Regions from separate parts of the Ovis aries genome. Here region 1 is linked to region 2. The links are chromatin contacts, called in public Hi-C maps. All regions are on one chromosome and are shown on one strand. Each heading gives the region's core, a stretch centred on a gene start, on an enhancer-like site or on the middle of the called end of the contact. The rest is flanking DNA. Distances are from core to core; before and after follow the strand shown. Region 1 overlaps LOC132659160 (a long non-coding RNA gene). Region 2 overlaps COL15A1 (collagen type XV alpha 1 chain).

Evidence for each region. Hi-C and Micro-C count contacts between places; a contact is called where the count stands out from the background.
Region 1: a contact with region 2 is called in a Hi-C map of tail adipose tissue, with 2.9 times the contacts expected there. The contact joins two enhancer-like sites. A contact is called at or near these places in 3 of 16 Hi-C or Micro-C datasets (hypothalamus, muscle and tail adipose tissue).

The regions. Positions count from the first base shown.
Region 1 is chr2:48,983,315-48,988,960 of ARS-UI_Ramb_v3.0, reverse strand. The region is part of intron 5 of LOC132659160 (a long non-coding RNA gene); the gene reads right to left. Among named protein-coding and RNA genes, the nearest start is that of GALNT12, 38 kb to the left of the region's middle. Within about 2 kb of position 4,035, at least 14 of the 54 cell types and tissues checked have an H3K27ac peak or open chromatin away from gene starts, as enhancers often do. A contact at or near this core is called in tail adipose tissue, where this site is marked.
Region 2 is chr2:48,890,509-48,896,101 of ARS-UI_Ramb_v3.0, reverse strand. The region is part of intron 3 of COL15A1 (collagen type XV alpha 1 chain); the gene reads left to right. Among named protein-coding and RNA genes, the nearest start is that of COL15A1, 15 kb to the left of the region's middle. Within about 2 kb of position 3,056, at least 14 of the 54 cell types and tissues checked have an H3K27ac peak or open chromatin away from gene starts, as enhancers often do. A contact at or near this core is called in tail adipose tissue, where this site is marked.

The DNA.
Region 1 (5,646 bases), core at 2,786-5,285, 92 kb before region 2:
CCCGTCTGTTCTTCAAATTGGGTAATTTCTGTCTTTAAATTCATTGATTTCTTCTGCCAACTCAAAAGTGCTCTTGAGCTTATGTAGTTATTTTATTTCAATTATTTTTCAAATCTGAATATCCATTTGGTTCTTTTTGGTAGTGTCTGTTACTGTGTTGAGATTTCCTAAATATTGACTTATTGTTAGCATGTTTTCCTTTAGTTCTTTAATTTTAGTTTTTTTAATTATTTGAATATACTTTTAATAGTTGCTTTGACACCTTTGTAACTTAGCAACTTAAAACATTAAATGTGTTACTTTACAGTTTTAGCAGTTCACATTGTCCCCAATAATTCACATCCTTTCTACATGAAAAATACATTCATTCCCTCCCAAGGTTTCCAGGAGTCTCATCTTATTACAGTATGACTTCAAAGTCCGTATTTCTATCATCTAAATCTAAATCTCATCAGAAAAAAGTCTAAAGTCTAAATCAGGTTCAGGTCCTGGTGTGGCTCCTGGGACACAATTGCAGCTACTGGGACACAATTGCTCTCCATCTATGGACTTGTTATACTGAAGAGGCCATTTATCCACCCCAACACTCCTGACATACAGTGATGGGAAGGAATAGGATAATGTTTATAGATATTCTGACTCAAAAAAAGGAAATGAAAGTCAAAAGGAAACATAGGTCCATAATGGTTTTGAAATCAGGTACGTGTTTGACTTTTCTTGATTCAGTTTCAAGACCTGGGAATAATCCTTGGGGGCTCTTGGCTCTTTCTTCTGGGGATGTGGTTCCACCTTCTTGTCATCCTTCCTATTTTATGACAAGTAACACATCTGCAGTGGAGTAGTTTTCTGAGCCTGTTTCTTGCCAGTAGAATTTTGGGTGTCCAGCCGTCTCTTTCTATTTTCTTTTCCTCTCTTCCGTTTGGTCCAAGCTGGCAGTATTTCTGCTGAGATAATCCCCAAGAACTTGGTGAGTCTTGCGTGGATTCACTGCTTTTCACTCCACGTGACAGAAGCCACATCCACAGATCGTTTCAAATAAATCCCCTTTTTCTCTTGGCCTCCTATTTAGCTGGCTGAGCGATAATGACGTTAAGCTTCCTGGATGCCCCCAGTTTAGTCGAGAAGACCCATGACGTGCACACACTCTTAATCTCTTAAAAAGGTCCTTTGTGTGACTGTGACCTTTTGATGTGTCTGAGGTCTTAACGAAAGATTATACAGTCACATACTCTGCCTTTTCTCTGTGCCACATTTTCAGCAGCCATTCTGACTTTTAGCATCTTTTGCCAACTGGAGAGGCTGAAAATTTTCCTAAATAATTCAGTCCTGCTTAATTTTTGTGTTATGACTTCCCGTCTCTCTCTCTCCTCTTGCACTTTACCATAAGCAGCAGGAAGAAACCAGGCAGCATCTTCAGCGCTTCTTGGAGATCTCCTTAGCTACAGAACTAGGTTCCCTTAGCTATCTAATCAGGTTCATCTCAAAAATCCTTCATAACTGCCAGAGACAATCTGCTAAACTTTCTGCCACTGTATAATAAGGCTCTTTCCCCACTTTCTAGTAACTGTTTCTCACTTCCTTCATAACCTTCAGCAGCAATGTCCTCAACATTTATATTTCTACTAACAGTCTCTTCAAGGAAATTTAAGCTTTCTGTGGCTCAGAGGTTAAAGTGTCTGCCTGGAATACGGGAGGCCTGGGTTCGATCCCTGGGTCGGGAAGATCCCCTGGAGAAGGAAATGGCAACCCACTCCAGTACTCTTGCCTGGAGAATCCCATGGAGGGAGATGCCTGGTAGGCTACAGTCCATGGGGTCGCAAAGAGTCGGACACGACTGAGCAACTTTACTTACTTATTACTTATCCTGTCCTGCAGAATTCCTCCAGCTTCCTCCTACTGCCCTGTTCTAAAGCTGCTCCTACATTTTAGGTGTTTATTATAATACATCTCACTTCCAGGTGCCAAAATCTGTGTTAGTTTTCTATTGCTATGTAATGGATTGCCACAAGCAGAGTGGCTTAAAACAGCATAATTTATTGTCTCCCTGTTCCTGTAGGTTATAGTCTGGGCATGGCTTAGCTGAGTTCTCTGCTCTGGGTCTCACTGGATGAAATCAAAAGTGTTGACCAGGGCTGCTGTCTCAGCCAGGACTGGGGCTCTTCTTCCAAACACAGTTTGTTGGCAGAATTCAAGTCCTCGAGGTTGTAGGACTGAGAACCTCAGCTTCTAGAGGTCACCTGCCGAGAGATTGTCCTGCTGGCTTTGAAGAAATCAGCTGTCATGTCATGATCTGCCATGTGGTTAGGACCTGAGATGGCCTCTGGGAGCTCAGAATGGTTGAGTTTTGAATTTTGAATTTCTGGAAGCAGAGACTCATCAGTATGGTTATTCCATTAATAACAATGTAGACAGTGCAAGTGCATTTGAAACTCTGGTTCAGGGATGCCCATATCAGGTGCCTACTTACCATTCCAGGAGGTTTGTTTTTGAAAACTTGTAAAAATTCCCAAGAACCTAAACCTTCATTGCATGATAGTCTTCTTAAGTGTCAGTTGGGAAGGATCTGTTTTATTTATATGGGTCAATTCTGAATGTATATTAAAGTTAAATTTCCTGTCCTGACTAGCTTCCCTTTTCTCTTCCTGTTAAAGCAGTGCTTTTCAAAATTTCATGTTCTGGGAATCCCTTGGCATCTTGTCAAAAGGTAGATTCAGATTCAGTAGGTCTGGGATGGACTTTGAGATTCTGCATTTCTCACAAGCACCCAGATGATGCCAGTGCTGTTGGTCTGTGGATCAAATTTTAAGTAGCAAGTTATTCAGGAGAGAATAAGAAGGTCCTGGTTGGCTGGTCACTGGTGTCTGTTCTCACGCGCACACTAGGTGGGGGTGTCAGCTCAGGAAATACAATGCCTTAGTTGTGGACATGTCTGTTGGTCTAAAAAAAATCCTCCTATCTTGGGTCCATGGGATGCAGACCTGGATGGCACCCAGAGATCATTCTGTGCCCAGTGTACCTGATGGAGTAGGGAACGAGGCCCATGAGGGAAGGGCTTTGCATGAGATCACATAGCAAGTTAGGGACAGCATTTTCTTTGTCAGTACTTTTCATTCTATATAGTAATCAGTGTTCTAAATTTGGCCTGGGTGTGTTTTTCTTAAAGTGTAAAATTGGTACTCTTAAACCTTGTATCTTCAAATATTGGCTTTGCTAAATTAAATTTTAAAGGAAAGTTAGTTTCCTATCTTGATAAGAACTTCTACAGACCTTGCTGCATGGTTTCTTGTATCATAGCCACAATGTTTATTTAGCAAGTAGAGTTGGAAATATTAGCCTTTTACAGTCTCCTAATATTTGTGAGAGTCAATGCACCACACATCAAATTTCTCACTTACATATAACTTCAGAGTTTCGTTTTCAAGAGCTTTATTTTGTTCATTCCTGTAAAGTCAACCGAATGAGGATTGCTGTCTCCTTTTCATCAGCAGTAGCTGCTGCTGAAAATAGTACCACCATGAGTTGGGCACTCTTCTAAGCACTTCATGAAATGAGCTAATTTAATGCTGAAAACACCCAGGGAGGTAGGTATTGGTCCTCCCCTTCACTCTTCCCGGCACCCCACCACCCTCAATTTAAAAGTGAGGACACAGGCTCAGGGAGTGTGGGAAACTTGTCTACGGTCACACAGCTAATCAGTGGCAGCGCTAGAATTGACCCAGGAGAAGGAAACGGCAACCCACTCCAGTGTTCTTGCCTGGAGAATCCCAGGGATGGGGGAGCCTGGTGGGCTGCCGGCTATGGGGTTGCACAGAGTCGGACACAACTGAAGTGACTTAGCAGCAGCAGCAGCAGCAGTCTTACTCCAAAAGCTCAGTTGTAACTGCTGTGACCCAGTGCCTCCTGAAAGGGAGGGGAGGTGACTTGCCCAAGCCAGGCGGCTCATACGCCCTGGCCACAGCCCTCCCCTCACTCTTAGTCCAGTTACACCACACTGCCAGTCATGGCACGAAAATGAATGAAAGTCTGTGCTGCTTGGAAAGTACAGAGGTCACAGAAGAGCCGTGTCTCTGGGTAAGTGCCAAGTTGGGGACAGAACCAGGGACAGAGCCCCAGGCCCGGACTGGTTCCTCCAGGGGCCGCTGTCCAGGGGGAGCTCCGTTTTGCCCACACTCACACTCTGCCCAGTTTCTCTTTAAAACAAGGCAAAAATGGGAAGGCGGGACTTGCGGAGGTCCGGGGCGAGGGGGGGGGGGGTGGCAGGAGGGGGGGGCAGGAGGCGGGGGCAGGAGGCGGGGAGCATTTCTTCAAGTTTCCCCTTTGAGATTCTTGCTGCAGAGCCAGGAGGCCCAAAGTACATGGCCAGATCCACAAGTTGCCCCATCCAGCACTTTGCTGTCTTTGGAGGATTTAAAGCCCATGGGACTGAGAGTTATGTCCCGTCTGCCATGTCATGATTGCTCTGTGAATCATCTCGAACCTTCTTTTACAAGGCAAAAGTCAGTGGAGCTGATTGCTCATCAGACTGTTAAGATGGTTATTTCAGTGTCCTAAAAAGAAATTGCAGATGGGTGTGACTGTTGGGCAGCTCTGGTTATTAACTCAAGAGTGATTGCAGAGCGCCACTGGATTCTGATTGCAAGCTGTTACAGAAGGAAGCAAGTTACTGGGTTATAGAATTTGCAGGGACTTTAAAAGTCATGTATTCAACTCCCTCCTAGGCAGGATTTCCTTTTCTTCTCCAGCCAGCCCTAGCTTGTCCACTGCCAGTGAGGGGATATGTCCCCCCCTTCACAGGCCATCCGTTGTGTTCTTGGATGACTCCTTATGAAGCTGAAATCTGCCTCTCTGTAGCTTCCTTATTACTCTGGACCCCCCCCTTGGAGGCCACCCAGTGTGTGTGCTCTCCCTGTCCCTCAGAGTCTCCAGGAGAGAGGTTATGTGTCTAAGTCTTCTCTGCTCCAGGCTGTCTGCCCTCCCTTCCTCAAACCATCGTTATGGGATGTGGTTTATACTGGAGTTCTGGGAGGGAGTGAAGATAGACGTTTGCCTTAAACCTGCTGCATTTAACTGAAGATCAAGGCTCCATTCCCTGGACTTCCCTGGTGGTCCAGTGGTTAAGAATCTGCCTAGCAGTGCAGGGGTAGGTGCCATCCCTGGTCGTGTAACTAAGATCCCACATGGTACAGAGAAACTAAGGCCATGCACAACTAGCGGGTCCGGGCACTGCAATGAGAGGTCCCACTTGACACAGTGAAGACCTGATACGGGTCTAAGACCTGGTATGGCCAAATAAATTAATAAAAATTTTAAAAAATAAAGCACTGCATCCCCCATCCCTTCAGAGAGGTCTAGTCTAGCTCAGGCTCCGCCACATCCTCTGAGGACAGTGAAATGAAACTAGTGGGACAGCAAGTGGGAGAGAAATGGTATAAGAGAAGCTCCATTTTCCGTAATAGGAAGTCGGTAATAATGGTCTGAAAAATCATGAGAAAACAGAGCTAACGTGTTATTTGAAATTCAGAGGCAAATACTGGAAGAAATTGCTGGAAATGTTGAGAGGAGGGACTGTCTTGAGAACCAGGTCTGTGTGGGGTTGGGGAGGAGCAAAATTGGGGACTACTGATTTGATTATAAACCTTGAGTACA
Region 2 (5,593 bases), core at 1,807-4,306:
ACTTCTGTCCTGGCCGTTCCTTTACAGACCTGCATCTCAAACAGGGTGTGCTCGTGGTCCTTGGCTGTGTGACAGTGATGTGCAAAGCCACATTGTTTATTTCCGCATCCATTTTACCCAGTGGTTGGTAACTTGGGGAGTCCAGTGACAACTGGGAAGTAATTTAGAACATTTTTATACTAAACAGCCCACAGTTATTACAGAGTGGAGTGCAAAACTTAAGTGCTTTTAACAATAGGACAGGAGACTTTAATTAAATTTCCAAGCTCTGAACAGGGGTGGGGCAGGGGGTGGGAAGGGTGGCTCTTTGCGTAGACCCAGGCCCCAAGGTATAGGGTCCCCTCTCCCTGCTGGTAGGATGCTTTAGTGGAGATAATGTTATATATAGATTAGAGATCCTCAGCTGGTGGGTGGTTTGAAATTATTGTAGTGGCTGCCAGAATCCATTCTTGTACAAACATTTCCTCCATCGATAGTTACCTAATGCACTTGTGCGTGGAAAAGCCTATGGATGTGTTTTTAGCTATTGATAAGATGGAAGTCGCTATTCTCCATAGCTCTTGTACTAGAACTTTCAGCTCCGTGAGGGAAAAAACTTGTCTGTCACTGCTGGATCCCCAGTGCTTAGAACAGAGCTACCATACAGTAGGTGCTCAATAAATGCTAGTTGAATGAATAGATGTATGTGTGTTGGTGGCTGTAAAAAGCTTCCCTCTCTCAGTCAGGAATTACCTTTCCAGGAATAAGTGTGTGGGGTGCATGAGCATGGGAAGGTTGGGTGGAATGTGAAAAATGCTGTTCATGCATATGCATGCAGGAGACTGGCCAGTCCCACTCAAGTTCAAGGTTTCCAAGAATCCTTTTGAAGGCAGCCTCCTACCCAGTGTGGTCCGTGCCCATAGCGGCTCCTTGTGGGAGAAGGCACAGATCACCGTTCATGCGCCTAGGGTAGCTGGGGATCCTAAGCTCCCTTAGGGTCCATGTGTCCCTCAAACACCTCGCTCCCATCAAAACCCACTGGGGGCCTTGAGGACCCAGAAAATGTTGGGCTTTCAGGGTCCTCTATCTGGCTCTCCTAAATTACAGAGAGTGGCGTGGAGACTCAGAGAGAACGAGGGACATGATGGGAGTCACACAGTTCAGATATAAGGAGCTGGATCCAGAACTGGGCCTTGTGATGTCCAGGTGGCTGGCATCTCGCCACCTCAAAGTCCCAGGTTTTGCTGCTGTGTCACCATAGACACATTGTCCCATCGTCCTCAGGGATGGGGGAGGAAAGGTGGGGACGGGACTTCGCACGTGCTGCGGGTCTCTTCTGTGCCTGGCAGCCTGTGGCTACAACTAAGCCTTGGAAACATGTGCTGTGCTTAGTCGCTCAGCTGTGTCCCACCCTTTGCGACCCCACGGACTGTAGCCCGCCAGGCTCCTCTATCCATGGGATTCTCCAGGCAAGAATACTGGAGTGGGTTGCCATTCCCTTCTGCAGGGGATCTTCTCGACCTAGGAATTGAACCTGGGTCTCCTGCATTGCGGGCAGATACTTTACCACCTGAGCCACCAGGGAAGCCCTTGGAAACGTCAGATGGATTTCAAATCCCAGTTCTTCCATGTATCAGCTGAGTGACTTGGGCAGATTGCTCAGGAGGAAGGTTGGATCCCTCATCTGGACAGGGGGTAGTCAAGGTCCTGCCTCTCAGGCTGCATGAGGCACTCAGCGTAGAGCCTGAGATGGCAGAGCCTTGGTGGGTGAGGGCTCTCCTTGAAACCATGAACCTCACCCTGTACCTATAACAGCATCACTGGGGAGCTCTTAAGACATACTGAGGCCTGGGCCTCACCCCCCGAGATCCTGACTGGGGTGGAGCTGGGTATCAGTCTTCTAAAGCCCTCAAGTGGTTCTTGTAAAACCCAGCTAGGAGCTAGCTCAGTGCTAGAGCACATATGCCATGAGGGCAGGGACACGTCTGTCCTGTTCACTCGTAAATCTTCCACAGTAGCAGTGCCAGGCATGTGGTGGTTGGTGCTTGAGAATATTTGTGAATGAATGAATGAACAAGCAGGTGAACAAGGCAAGCTTCCCTCTCTCAATCTACACTTACCTTTCAGGAATAAGTGTGTAGGCTCATGAGTTCAGCATCTGACATTACCCTGTACCGCCACCCTGAGAGCTGGCATTGTCATCTCTGTGTCCAGATAATGAAACTAAGGCTCAGAGGAGTAAACGAACTGGCCCAAGGTTACCAGCTAGTAAGTGATGATTTCTCTCTGGAATGGAATTCCATGTCCTTCTCTGCATCTGCTGGGCGAGACTCAAGGCTCAAACTCCTGAGGTCTTCTGCCCAAGGTCACCCTCAGTTTCGGGTCTCCAGTTAGGGGCATTTCCTGGGTACCCAGCTTGGAAGGCCTCATTCCCTCTCCCGTTACTCCAGAAGTGCACAGGCTCTTCCTCCAGCTAACATTTGGAGGCCATCAAGCTGTACTTTCATCTAGATTGAACAAGAGTCAGCCTGTCTCAAAATATGACTTCAGGGTCACCATCTGTTCTGGCTGTTCTCTTAAACTCCAGTCCCATTTCAGAGCCACACAGGGCTCCAGCAGCCTGCAGAGAGCACATCTCGGCACAGGGGAGCAGGAGGACCTGTAAAAAGCAGCTGTGTGCTTGATAACAGCTGTAGGACTAAGTTCTTATGTCATTCATTTCCCCCTACTCAGTGGCATCAAGTCGTTATATGTGCGGACCACAAACCCCCCCGCCGCTATGCATCCATTCCCATATTGGGCACCTACTGTGTACCATACACTTCCCCATGCCTCACCTTCTTAGGGAAATGGGTGAGAGTAGCCTGGATGGTGGGAACATGATATGCTGGGCAAGTCACATTGTCAGTCTGGGCCTCAGTTTTCTCATCTCGAGGACACTGGACTGAAGTCCTTCCCAGCTCTGGAGGTCACTCCAACTCTCCAGGCCTCTATCAGCCTAGTCAGTGTAGGCAAGATTGCACAGTGCCTGCTGATGCCATGAGCTCATTCTGCTGGCTTCCTCCCTGCTCTGGCTAAAGTCACACAAGCTCATCTGTGGACGCCCTGGGCCATTCCCAGGGCAGCTTGATTTTGCCCAGGGCATAACATGCCAAGTGCTGAGAGGCTGCAGGAAAGTATGTCTCCTGCTGCTGCCAAAAGACCGCCTTCACTCTGCATTCCAAATCACCCAATCCACCCTCTCCTTGGCAAGGGAAAGGAAGGGGCCTGACTGCCGGGGGCAGCAGCTTGAGGTGAAGTGGTGATACCTCCTAAAATGGTCAGCAGCAGCCTTCCTCAGAAACCTTTCAAGGCACCCCATAGCCTGCAGCATAAATTTTAGTCTCCTCAGCTTGACATTCAAGGCCCTCCCTAATCTGTTTCCAATCTCCCAAGTGAAAAAGTGATTAAGAGTAGAAACAGCTAGGAAGGACCTCAGATGACCCACACCTGGGCTGCAACCACCCCATTCCAGCTCTGTGGCCTTGATCTCCTTCAGCCTTAATCTGTTCATCTGCAAAATGGGAGAGCAATAGTCCCCACCTTATCGAATTGTCCTAAGAGTGAATAAGCTGATGTTGGCTTTACGCTTCTGAATCTGGCTTCTTAATTCTCTCCTTGCTGCTCTAACGGTGGAGGTTGCCTGAACGTCCCAGTGCCCCCATCCTCCAGGGCCACTCACAGACCCCTGAGTTTCCTAACTCCGTGGGTTTGCTTGTGCTCTGCTTGTTCCGCTCTGTTCACCTGTGCAGAGTCCTCCGGTTCAGACACCTGTGTCGGGGCTCTGTGTGTTGATGTCTTGCCCCCTTTTCTAGGCTGAGAGCTATTCGGGATCAGTCTGAGTTTTCGCGATCTCTCAAAGTCCAGCCTAGGCCCGAGTCCAGAAGAGGGTGGCCACTGGGTACTGGCTGTGCACAATGCCGGAACCCTCGACTGGGACCAGGACAGAGGGGGAGACAGGGAGGTCTGCTCCTGCCTTCCCTTCCCAGATCCCTCCTTTCCTTGCGGCCGCATTCTCTCAGGGCGCACAATGTAAATTACGACTAAATTGCTTGTGGTTAGCAACTCTGTAGGAGATTTCATGGACCATGTGGTATCTACCATGGGAAAAGAACTCAAATACCTAAGGACATGCCTCACTTAGAGACTTAGAAAGCTCCAGAATTACTCTTTCAAGCTCCTACCATCCCAGTGATGCCCCTCCCACCTCAGTACCTTACATCAAGAGGCTGGGGTTGGGGGAGGGTGGGACATGGCAGCGAGGAGCAGGAGTCTTACCCTTCTTCCAGGACCATGAGGGCTGGCCATCCCATCTTGCCCAGTGGCCCCAGCTCATGCCCTAGCCCCCAGATAGGCAAAGAGCAGCCTCCCTGAGGTCTCCAGCCAAACCTCAAGAACCTTACGGTATGTAACGAGAAGGGGAAGCATATGTGGTTCACAGTCCCTACCCAGACGCTTGTTTCAGAGAGAGAGGAGGTGGAGGCAGCTGGAATTCAGTCTGAAATCTAAGAGGCCAGTGTGCTTTAGAGCGGCACTCCCAGCTCAGTCGGTGGGTGAGAGCCAAGGCAGGCGTTTTTCAGAAGACTGGTCATTCTGTGCCCTCCTGCTTAAGGGTCAGCCAAAAGGATGGAAAATCGCAGCACTCAGAAAAGTTAGCATCAGGCCTCTGTGTGGCTATTAAGATTACATTGTACTTCAACAGTGGGATCAGCTGAGAGCTAGACTATTAAGGGCATATTGAGCTAAATGGTGCTGGTGGGATGGCTGCGACAACAGCTGGTGTTCATTAGAGTTCTTCATAATTGATGACAAAGACTATTGATTTTATCGATGAAAATACATGTGATATGGCAAGACAGATATATGGTCACTCTGGTCCAGAATCCGTTAAGCTCGCTTATTCACTTACGTGTGCACTAGTCATTCATTCATTCCTCCATCAATGCTCAATTCTTGCCTAACTCAGGCAAGCCCTGTGCTTGAAGCGTAGGGGTGAAGTTGGGAGATATAAACATGAAACAGATGATGCCTGCTCGCCCAAGGGCTCACAGACTGGTGGGAAACATAGGCAAATAAACAGATAATAACAGAGTATTGAGGAATTGGACCTTTACCAAGGGAGGGTTTCTTGACAAGATTGGGTGATTCATTTGTAGGCGTTTAGAAAAAGTCAGCTCTGAGGCCCGGCTTCCCATGTGGCTGGAGGGGAGTTCCCGGAGTCTTCAGGCCCCTTAAGCCCTGGGCAGGGCAAGGGGACAATGGGGAGGCAAGGGAAATAGCTGTTACTACCCCTCCTGGAAGGCGTGGGCTCCTCCTGCTTGGGACAGGCTTTCTCTGGGGGAGCAGCCCCCTTGGAGTCACAAGCTTCCTCTTGGCTGCAGAACCCTTGCCGACATGCCCAGTTCCCCTGGGCTGACCTCCCAAGCCTCTCTGCATCCTCAGACCACCAGCCTCCTTCCCACAGCTGGGTTCACTTGGCTGCCTCTCCCTGTTAGTGGGATCTAGTCACTCAGGGGACTCAGCCTCCCATCAGCCTGTCTGGGAAGCAGCCCATTCGCTGCGGCTGTGCTGTGAT